Linked DNA regions of Danio rerio: all the other regions are linked to region 3. A link is a contact called in public HiChIP or PLAC-seq data. All regions are on one chromosome and are shown on one strand. Each heading gives the region's core, a stretch centred on a gene start, on an enhancer-like site or on the middle of the called end of the contact. The rest is flanking DNA. Distances are from core to core; before and after follow the strand shown.

Region 1 (3,522 bases), core at 465-2,964, 240 kb after region 3:
AACAGAGGATCTGAACTGCTCTTCAATGTTACTGTGTGCCGGAGTGGATGGCGCCATCTAGTGGTGGAGAAAATGAACAACAGCAGCTCTTACTGCTGCAAACCCCGTTTTACATAGAGTCAGTTCATAAAGAATGCTTGTTTGTGGGCTATTGTAAAATAACAGGGCTCAAAATTGCGACCATTTTGGTCGCATATGCGCCCGAAAATTAATCTGTGCGACCTCAAAATATATTTGGGCGCATTAGTGCGACTGCAGGTAATGGTTGTAGAGCGACCTGTTTTGATTTTTTGTAAAAACGTGCTGAATCGCTCTTCCCTGCCGCTATGTTGGTTCATATTAGCTGTCATTTCACTCAAGGTATTCCGCTGTCAGATGACAGGGAAGGAGCTTTTATGACCACGGGAAATGCAAACGGCTGAAGAGTGAAAACTTAAAGCACACAGGTTTGCAAACCCCACCTAAAGTTGAGGCGCAGATGAGAGCGATCATGACACGTCACGTGGTGAATATTGATCCGCCAGCGGAGATCAATCGAGTACGCGCTTCTTAGAGAAGGCGCCCGAATCTCGATGCGTCGCATTCACTGCGTGTGCAGCGCAAATGTCCGCCAAAAGTCAAAATCTAATACTGTACATATCATCGCTTTACTAAGTTTACACTGAAACTGATAAATTGGGTCGACTGACTCGCCAGCTTTTCCACAAACACAGAAAAATTAAGATCATCTCAGACTGAACCTTTAAATTGACACAAACTGAAACCAAAACTTTTAAAGAGTGATAGAAGTGAGACTTTACTTACTTACTTTTGTCTATTCTTTTTTGAGGTGTATATTATTTTTTTATTTATTTACTGATGACTGCTTTGCAGCTTTCATCAATTGAATGATTTATTATAATCTTTTGTTTGTTTTGTAGCAGAAATATTATTTATTAAATTGACATGCATATAAAAACAGCAGTACAAAATAAATATTTCTTACTGCAATGCTTCATTTTTGTTTGATGCAAACTATATAATTATTTTTCATAAAGTAACAGACTTTTTATAGCAGATAACCTACATTCATGCACATTCAAGGCAGTATCATAATGAGAAATGGAATTCATTGTTACTATTATTGTCATTTTCATCATCATTAATATTCTATAATTATTAGACATTCATTTTGGAATTATTGCACACAAATATCAATGTCTTCGCAGCATTAGTTAGATAGTTGTTTCTGGTTTTTGTCAGTCCTATTAATGTTGTTTTAAAATACAATAAATCCCTTAAAAAGCAATTTGCAGCTGTGCTCATTCATTTTTGGTGGGTGCTCCTAAATTTTTTCTGGTGCTCCTAAATTTATTTTGGTGCTCCTAAATACTTGAAGTTGGGAGCACCGGTGCTACCAAGTAAAAAAGTTAAGTTCGAGCCCTGAATAAACTCTTACAAGTTTATTATTATTCATTTCGTAAACAATAATGTAAGTGGAAAAACATCGTTTAGAGTAAAACATAAGCAAAAATGACTTTTATTTTGGTATCCCATGTCGGGTCTCTTGTTTATGAAAATCATATGGATGATTAAAAAACGACATAAGTATAAATTTACAATAACAAACAATTAATTTGATCTGCATTTTGTACGAGTGAAAGGAACCACGTAACAAGTTAAATGTTTTTTTTTACTTTTGTTTTGAAACGCAGTGTTTCCGGTAGCCACTACGCACAGGGGAAGCGACTCACTCTCCAGGCTTGAGACAAAATGGCTCCGATTAGAGTGTTGTCACTTGTTCTCCCCATCTTGTCAACTGTAACGTTGTTATTGACACAATTTGGCGAATGCAATAATGGTCGAAGGGTAAGATGATTGTGTCTGATACACCTCGCAGTCACAAAATCTGTATTTTACATGGCATTGCAGATGACTTGCACAGGGAGCTTGTTAGCATGCTAGACTGCTGTCTAACGTTAATCAGATGAATATGATTGAATGTCAGTTACTTTATCTGTCTGTTAGTCAGGAGACGCGGTGGACACTGATTTCAGCGGATTCTCGGTGCCATTAGAGCACTCGTTTGAAGTGGGTGAGTACAAGTTAGTCAATGAAAAGGCTTTTTGTGAATAAATTGTTGGTCTTTTTAGTGCAAGTGAGTCACTAACGTTATTGGTCTGTGTTTCAGATGATGTGTCAAGATTTCGACTTCGTGGTGCTCTACAGTTCAGGGGTGGAAGGGAAAACAGTGTGTATCTCTCACAAAACCAGCTCTCAGAGAAAGACAGGAATACACTGAAGGTGAGGACATGCCATTGAGTCAAAGTTGGTTTTATATTCGCACATTCAGACCTTCTTAACAATATAATTTCAGAAAAGTATTCTATGCAAGTAAATAAATAGTAAAATCATACTAGCAGTCAATGACTTTTGAAGTTCAACACTGTTCACAGCCAAATAAATAATGCTAATGTTGTTTTGAAGTCATACTTGCATGTGATTTCAGACCGAATATTTGAAGTAGCAAAGCAATAGAGCAGCCTTGTCACAAGTTGTCACTGAACAATTGTGCGAACATAAAACCAACTTTACCTCAATGAACATGCAATGAAGGATGATTTTTTTTTATTTTTATTTTTTATGGTTGTCCAAGAAAGGCTGTCAATTTGAAATGTCCTAACTCTGTTTCACTGGTATAATTTTGTGTTTCTCTACCTGTGTTTTTCAGGACGTGGCAGCAGTTGACGGTTTGTACAGGATCCGGGTCCCAAGGGTCTCTCTACAGGTGGATCGGCAGACAGAGAGACAGTATGAAGGTTACCTTACCGCATTCGTTAGAGCTGTAAGTCAACTGCATGCAAATACCTGCACAAAAATTTTACCAGCATTAAAAAGACCTGCAGATTAATACATTTTTTTGTCTTTTCTAAATTTCTAAAGATTTCTACATTTAGCATTATCAGCAACAGTAGTAGTAACAGTGCATTTTTCTCAATGTTGAATATTTTACAATATTCAGCTAATTATTTCTTAATTTTAATAAATTACAAGTTCTGAGTTCTATATGTTAAAACCAAAAGTTTCTTCCAGTGCTGTTTTTGTAATAAATGGAAAGCAAATTACATTTGTCTCCTCCCATTTTTGACCCCAAAAATGGGCCGATCTGTGACCAGAAAATACATAATAGGATTCGAAACATAGAACTATGATTTGTTACACCACTATGATGTATACATTATGCATGCGAAAATACAATTGAAAAGGTTGTGGTGGGACCTTTCTTAGGTTATTTATTAAAGGTGTTTTCTATCACTGTTTAGCCTGCTATAATGCTTTCAGTGTAAAGCTGCACATAAACATTAAAAGATTGTTATCTCAATTCAAACCCGCACAACATGAATGATAAATGATAATGCTTTGCATATGTTTATTAATCCTTCAAAACGACACATTCAAATTGGCGTTTGATCAAGACATATTCAGTTTTTCCACTTTTTTCGGTTTGTTAAAAAAATTAAATAACACAGAGGTACTGGGAGA
Region 2 (3,558 bases), core at 178-2,677, 140 kb before region 3:
TGCTGGCTAAGTTGGCGGTTCATTATTATCATTGTTATTGACATCAATCTAATTGCGATTTGATATGATATCGTTTATCGGTTTATCGTATGTGTAGCTTATGTTTGTTTTGGTCCTCAAGGATGGGGGTTGAGCGTTGGGCTTACGACCCACCTTGTAAAAATAAGATGTTACGAAACACCAACACCGTGTGGTCAATAATCAACCTTGATATAAACAGCCCTGGGAGTAAGTACTGAAACGCATGACTTATTTGGCTATCATCTTTGTTTTAACAATTTCATTGTTGTGCTTTGAAAATGTTTGTGCGTTCTTTCTGTAGTTTCTCAGTATATTGATCAACAAAAATGTAATGCAGGTTTTGTTTTAAAGTTACATGACTCCATTTGTTTCAAGAGCTCACACTTAGATATTGCTTGATAATAATAGCAGGTTTGGAATGCTGTCCCGGGAGAGACCCCTGAACTTGGTGACGATTGAGCCCAGGGCTCCTGCCTGGTTGATGAGCATGTAAGGGGAGTACAAGATCAGGTAGTTCTGCTAGTTGCTTCCCCTGTTAAAGAAGAAAAGGGGGAGATGGGGTGGACGGGGGATTCTTCGTAAAACATTGATAAGAGAGTAGTAGAGGCGTCACGGTGAAGAAGTGGGTAGCAAAATTGCCTCACAGCAAGAAGGTCACTGGTTCGAGCTTGGGTCAGTTGGCATTTTTGTGTGAAGTTTGCATGTTCTCCCCATGTTCGCGTGGGTTTCTTCTGGTTGCTTTGGTATACCCCACAGCCAAAACTCATGCGGTAGGTAAGCTGAATAAACTAAATTGTCCAGGCTGTATATGCGTGAATGCAGCTGGAAGGGTATCCGCTGTATAAAACATATGCTGAATAAGTTGGCGGTTCATTCCGCTGTGGTGACCCCTTATTAATAAAGGGACTAAGCCAAAAAGGAAATTAATAAATGAAAACTTGTCGCCACCTATACTGACGCAGCAATGTGGTACTTGCAGCAAGAGTGACTGAACTAATTAGCTTAATGTCGTTAATACTTTTGGTGAATGCAGTAAGAGTAACAACATTACCATAAATCAAAATGGTCACCACTAGCATATAATCAAACTTTCATGAAAATATTACTGAAACCGTTTAGATAATCGTCTTGTATGAATAAAAAATAACTTTTACTAAATTTGGGAGGTCTGAGCACCCTTACTCCACCCACCTACAACTCTCTCTCTCTCTCTCTCTCTCTCTCTCTCTCTCTCTCTCTCTCTCTCTCTCTCTCACACACACACACACACACACACACACACCAATACATCAGTATGTGTTTAGCACTGCACGCGCGCTGGAGCCCGTGAGCGGCGACGAGGTTCGTTTAGTATTCCGTGCACAAGGCGAAGGAGGGAGAAGGGAGGGAGGGCAGAGAGTGAAATAGAGAGAAAAAAAACGAGGCTGTGAAGACAGGCGAAAACACAGAAAGAGAAGAGGAAGAGGGGAGCGGAGAGACACCTCCTCTGTCCCTCTCGGTCTACCCTTTGGCATCCGTCTGTCCCAGGTGCGGTATTTCAGCCTTTATCTGTCTTTGGGTGTGCTGGGCGGATGTTACGATGTTGCTGTTGTAACGCGTCGCATGTGAAAATTAATATTTGGGTGAATGTGAGCTCGATAGAGAAAGCGTGTGTGTATATGATGTAGACAGTCGTTCCGTTTGAGATCTGCATTGCTTTAAACGGTGCAGGCACTCCACGGATTGTTGTCTTCAGGTTATCCATGTTATATCTGTCTGTTTGCGCGCGCGCGCTTATGTGTTGTAAAAGGTCTGCACGTCTGTCCGATACCGTCGTGCAAAAAACCTCTCAGCAATCTTCATTTATTCGTGGCATATAGCATCGTGACCTGGCATTTTCAGATGTGCATAAATATATAGCTACTGTATGTGTATGTGTGTGCAACAATGCAAGGATTTGGACTCACTTGGACTCTGTCACTTATGTAATTCTATCCTCAACTTCCATATTTCCTACTGTACATGTTTAATCTGCACATGCATGTGTCATTCAATAGGGAAGGATGGGAGATGTACATATGAAGCTGCTTCCCTCCTCTTCAACCCCTTATCAGTGTTCCTTCCCCTCCAAACCCCACCCCTCCCCACAGTCTTCAAAGGCTGGCTTACATGGGCTTCTCTTAGGCACAGGACCATAATTATGCAAATATTAATACATCCATATGGAACCATCACTGGAATCCTCTTCCGTCGTTCACTGACAGCATATAACGGCATCAGTAAAAGCCATATGAGGGGGCGATTAATTCCCCCCACAATGTGACGGAGCCGGTGATGACGTTTCCTGGCTGTCGGGCTGCTGAGAGCTTCCCTCTATCTGTGTGGGAGCTGAATCTTAAGGGCTGGCACAGAGCGTCACCAGTATCCCAGGGTTCCTCGCACTGCTCTTTCTTTTGCCTGTGTTTTCCTGTGTGATGTTATAGATAATTTAGATACTCCGAAGGCCTGGACAGCAGAGCGGCGAAGAGAGAGAGAGGATGGGAGGGGGAAACCAGGCCCACAAGAAATCTGCAGATTTCCTTGAAATCTGAATCTGTGTCATTCATATAATTCTAGAAATGTCCCACCTTGCATATTTGTTTGTTAAATACGTGGGATAATTTGATTATGTTTCCAGCAAGCGCTGATATCATCTAAACCTGAGGCTTACTTGCAGTTTACTACTGTAACCGCTTTGCACAGGTTTGATGGTTTCTGTTTGATTTGAACTCCTTTTAGACACAAAAAAACAATGTTACAACATGATCTCTGCTTCTTCAGCTTCAGCCACAAGCCGCAAAGGCCCAAAGTATCTTTTTTTAACAGTGATACTGTAATATCACCCCGGTCTCCGGCCAACAGCGGAGGTCCGGTTGTGTAAATGACAGCAGCCGTTGACAGGGTGGTTTTGATGTGTGCTTAGTGCTGTGCACAGGAGATGAGTCCAGGAACTCATGGCTTCATGGCAGGGATGAGCAAGACAAGGATATGATGCAGTGATCTGGCTATGAGGTTATGACCGCGCTGAAGGCCGTTTAGCCTGGTTTCTTCTTCTAGTGCACGAGATCAGTGATATAACAGAAACCAGGCGACAAAAGAAGAAGGAATAGCTAGGAAAGCAAGAAGAGGGAGGGAGACGAAGAGAAATGGCTACACGAGTCTACTAAAACAGCATTGTTATCATTTATTCATTCATTCCCACTTTGCAGGAAGTCTGGAAACACTTTGCTTTGATGCCAGAGGGGTAAAGAAAATTACTGTTATCTTCCGACAGATTTAAAAGAAAGAAAGAAAAAAAAACACACACGCAACAGTCTTACAGAAAACAAAAGCAGATTAGACTCCCGATGACATTGCAGATAAGACCACAGGCGTGGAGGTGATACAGTGAGTGAGAGAACAGAGGGAACGTAAAAGAAGGCGAGAAAGAAAAACCACCACGGCTTCATTAAGAAATTACTCTAATATCCTATTGGTTATACTTAATGGATTTACATCCCTTGTCAATAGAAGTGTTCA
Region 3 (3,521 bases), core at 186-2,685:
TTATTTCATAAAGCTTTTAGATAATTATAAAAATAATAGCGGCGAAGCAGTGGCGCAGTAGGTAGTGCTGTTGCCTCACAGCAAGAAGGTCGCTGGTTTAACCCTCGGCTCAGTTGGCGTTTCTGTGTGGAGTTTGCATGTTCTCCCTGCGTTCGCGTGGGTTTCTTCCGGGTGCTCCGGTTTCCCCCACAGTCCAAAGACATGCGGTACAGGTGAATTGGGTAGGCTAAATTGTCCGTAGTGTGTGTGTGTGTGAATGTGTGTGTGTGTGGATCTTTCCAGAGATGGGTTGTGGCTGGAAGGGCATCTGCTGCATAAAAACTTGCTGGATAAGTTGGCGGTTCATTCCGCTGTGGCGACCCCAGATTAATAATGGGACTAAGCCGACAAGAAAATAAATGAATGAAAAATAATAATAACTAATCATGATAAGAATAATATTAATGATATACCAACAATAATAATAATTGGTAATAATAATTGTTGTTATTATTTTTATGCCTTAAAATAATAATAATAATTATAATTATTTACTATTATTGAAAACGTTTAAATAATGAATTTATTTAATATGATTTTGATTATAGGCCGATTCTTTAAACTGAATCATGCCCATTTTGCTTAAAAAACTTTTATATAATAATAATAATAATAATAATAATAATAAGAAGAAGATAACATGATAATAATAATAAGAAGAAGAAAAAGAAAAAGAATACATGATAATAATAATAATAAAAATGGTAATTCTAATTAATGATAATAGTTAATATTAATACCAACAACAATAATAAAGAAAATTGGTAACAATAAAAAAGTCTTGTTATTATTTCTTAAAATAATTATGGTCATTTTAGATAAGCCTTTAGATAATTACAATAATAATAATAATAGATAATAATGATAAGAATAATATCAATGATATATCACCAATAATAATAATTGGTAATAATAATTAATAATAATTGTATTTATTATTATGCCTTAAAATAATATTGATTATAATTATTTACCATCATTGAAAACATTTAAATAATTAATTTATTTAAGGCAATTTTAAATATATTCCTTAAAATGCCCATTTTGTTTCAGAAAACTTTTAAATAATAATAATAATAATTAATAACAATAATTTGTAATGATAATCATTGATAATAATAAAGATGATGCAATTTGTTATGATCATCGACGAAGCCACTTACTTTCTTAAGCTTTATTTTATTTTATTTTTTTATTATCTAACAATACAATGGCTATGTCCGTGTTTAAACCGCAAAAATAACAATGATTATAATAAGGATGATAATAACAAAGAATGACGACTGAAAAGGACGTCGCTGCTGTTGGTTTCTAAATTGATCATTCATAAATCGATTCACCAGCCCAGTCCACTTTCAAGATCTAAAACCAGACCGTACTGTCGATTGCCGAGCCAAAAATCCCGATGTTTGTTGTCATTACGCTCTACATTTACTTTCAGATGAAGCTTTAATACACAATAAAACTACCAGGGGCTGGTTCGGATATAATCAAGATAAATGACTGAACCGGTTTGTTTTATTCACAGTAAAAGCCAGTTCTACTAATTCTAGCAGGTAAGACACCCGAGCTAAATTAGCATTTGAGGTTAGCGGCTAGCATGCTAAGACCTGTATGAATGGATAGTGTTCACGTTTTACATTTTAATTTATTTGTATTGATATTGTGTTTTTAAGAATTTACTCGTTAATTAGGTAATGATAAGACAAATATATCACATCTAAAATAAGTCTCTTAGGCTTTTTGGCACGGACATAATGAATGATTCAGTTAAAAAAAATTGTTTATGTGTATTACTAACGTTAGGTATTAAGACAGCCAAATATGTATGTCTTGGTTTGGTTTACTTGCATTTAGAATGGAAATAATGTTAAAATAATAGCAAATAACACCAATATAAAGTCATTCATCAATAAAACATTATAAAACATTAATATTTCGTTTTATTCCAGCAAATCTTCTATATGAGTTTGATCTTATATCTGTGTTGGCTGTAGACCAAAGGTGACCCATATGGACCCCACGTCCAAATCTGGGTTGAATCAGGTGTCAGATGTGGTGTTTGTCATTGAAGGAACTGCAAACCTTGGTCCATATTTTGAATCACTTCGGAATAATTACATACTGCCTACTATAGAGTAAGATTTATGACATTCATTACAATACAGTACATTTGTTAGACACTTGAACTGACTTATTTAATATATTTACAGGTATTTTAATGGAGGACCACCGGCTGAAACTGATTTTGGAGGAGATGTGAGTTGGAGGAGTCTGTTTATACCTTCTCTTTACATTTCTGCCATCTCAATTCTGATGATCTTGTTTGTTTTATAAGTATGGTGGCACTCAGTATGGACTGGTGGTATTCAACACAGTGGATTGTGCTCCAGAGTCATATGTCCAGTGCCATGCTCCAACCAGCTCTGCCTTCGAGTTTGTGTCTTGGATTGACAGCATTCAGTAAGGAATCCCATTGTAATCCTATTTTATGTCAGGAAGTCTGGGATAAAGGTTTTAAGTGAATGTCTGCTTTAAAGATATTGTGATTGAAATACTGAGAACAGTTTTAACAGTTTTTTTTTGTTGTTGCACAGGTTCATGGGAGGTGGAGCAGAGAGCTGCAGTCTTATAGCTGAGGGTCTTTCTGTGGCCCTGCAGCTCTTTGACGACTTCAAAAAGATGAGGGAGCAAATGTGAGTTCTTGAACTTGTTCTATGAAATCACAAATCTGCTTTTGAGGGTTTAATCAGCTTGCTTAAGGTATTTTAAAATGACTTTTTTTGAAATGTAAATACAAGAAAAATCTTTGAACACAGCACTATTTATAAAGATTATCAGAACAGAAAGCAGTTGAAGGATGGTGTGTAATAATCAATTATTTGTCTGACTCCACCATAATTAATCAAACACTGTTAAAGTTATTAACATCACTGATAAAGAGAGATAATCTTAAAGCTGTAAAAGAAAGAACATTTCATGTTAAGTTACATGTTTTAATATACAGACAGTAGAATGAAATATATCAACATTATTAGGGCTGCACAATATTGAAAATATGAGACATTGCAATATTTTTTGTTTTCTGTAATATATATAGCGATAAGAGTACAATTTCACCAGGTGAATTGAATAGCTCTATTTAGAAAGATTTTATTCATTTAGATAATATGATGATCAGGTCTTTTTCTATGCACTGCATATACATAAATTATTTTATATATATTCAGATGGAAAAACCTCTGAGTGCCGTCTGAAATGTTTATCAAAAGTTTGAATTTTTTTTTTCAGCTTTCTTTGTTTATGTTGAGATATTTCACTTTAAAGACCAAGAAAAGGTCTTGTTCTTTGCCATAAAATTGGTATTACTGAACATACACACAGGAGCCTGATTAAAAATGCACATTTTAGAGGACAATTTCAGACAGTATTTAGAGGTTTTTGTTTCTAAACTCTTTGTGTGTGTGTGTGTATATATATAT

What was found. HiChIP or PLAC-seq counts read pairs in DNA pulled down with a chosen protein or histone mark.
Region 1: a contact with region 3 is called in an H3K4me3 HiChIP or PLAC-seq map of embryo, with 4 times the contacts expected there. The contact joins the promoter of emc10 here to the promoter of med25 in region 3. A contact is called at or near these places in 1 of 18 Hi-C or Micro-C datasets (an unstated tissue) and 1 of 4 datasets of contacts at active chromatin or transcription factors (embryo).
Region 2: an H3K4me3 HiChIP or PLAC-seq map of gastrula embryo shows a contact between it and region 3, with 4 times the contacts expected there. The contact joins the promoter of syt3 here to the promoter of med25 in region 3. A contact is called at or near these places in 2 of 4 datasets of contacts at active chromatin or transcription factors (embryo and gastrula embryo).

What each region holds. Positions count from the first base shown.
Region 1 is chr3:29,029,386-29,032,907 of GRCz12tu, reverse strand. It overlaps emc10 (ER membrane protein complex subunit 10), which reads left to right and starts at 1,714. Exons shown (of 8, transcript NM_001163918.1): 1 at 1,714-1,848; 2 at 2,008-2,074; 3 at 2,171-2,283; 4 at 2,711-2,824. The coding sequence starts at 1,753.
Region 2 is chr3:29,410,508-29,414,065 of GRCz12tu, reverse strand. syt3 (synaptotagmin III) reads left to right here and starts at 1,427. Exons shown (of 13, transcript XM_073944559.1): 1 at 1,427-1,548.
Region 3 is chr3:29,273,405-29,276,925 of GRCz12tu, reverse strand. It overlaps med25 (mediator complex subunit 25), which reads left to right and starts at 1,435. Exons shown (of 19, transcript NM_214766.2): 1 at 1,435-1,595; 2 at 1,992-2,177; 3 at 2,253-2,298; 4 at 2,378-2,502; 5 at 2,637-2,735. The coding sequence starts at 2,053.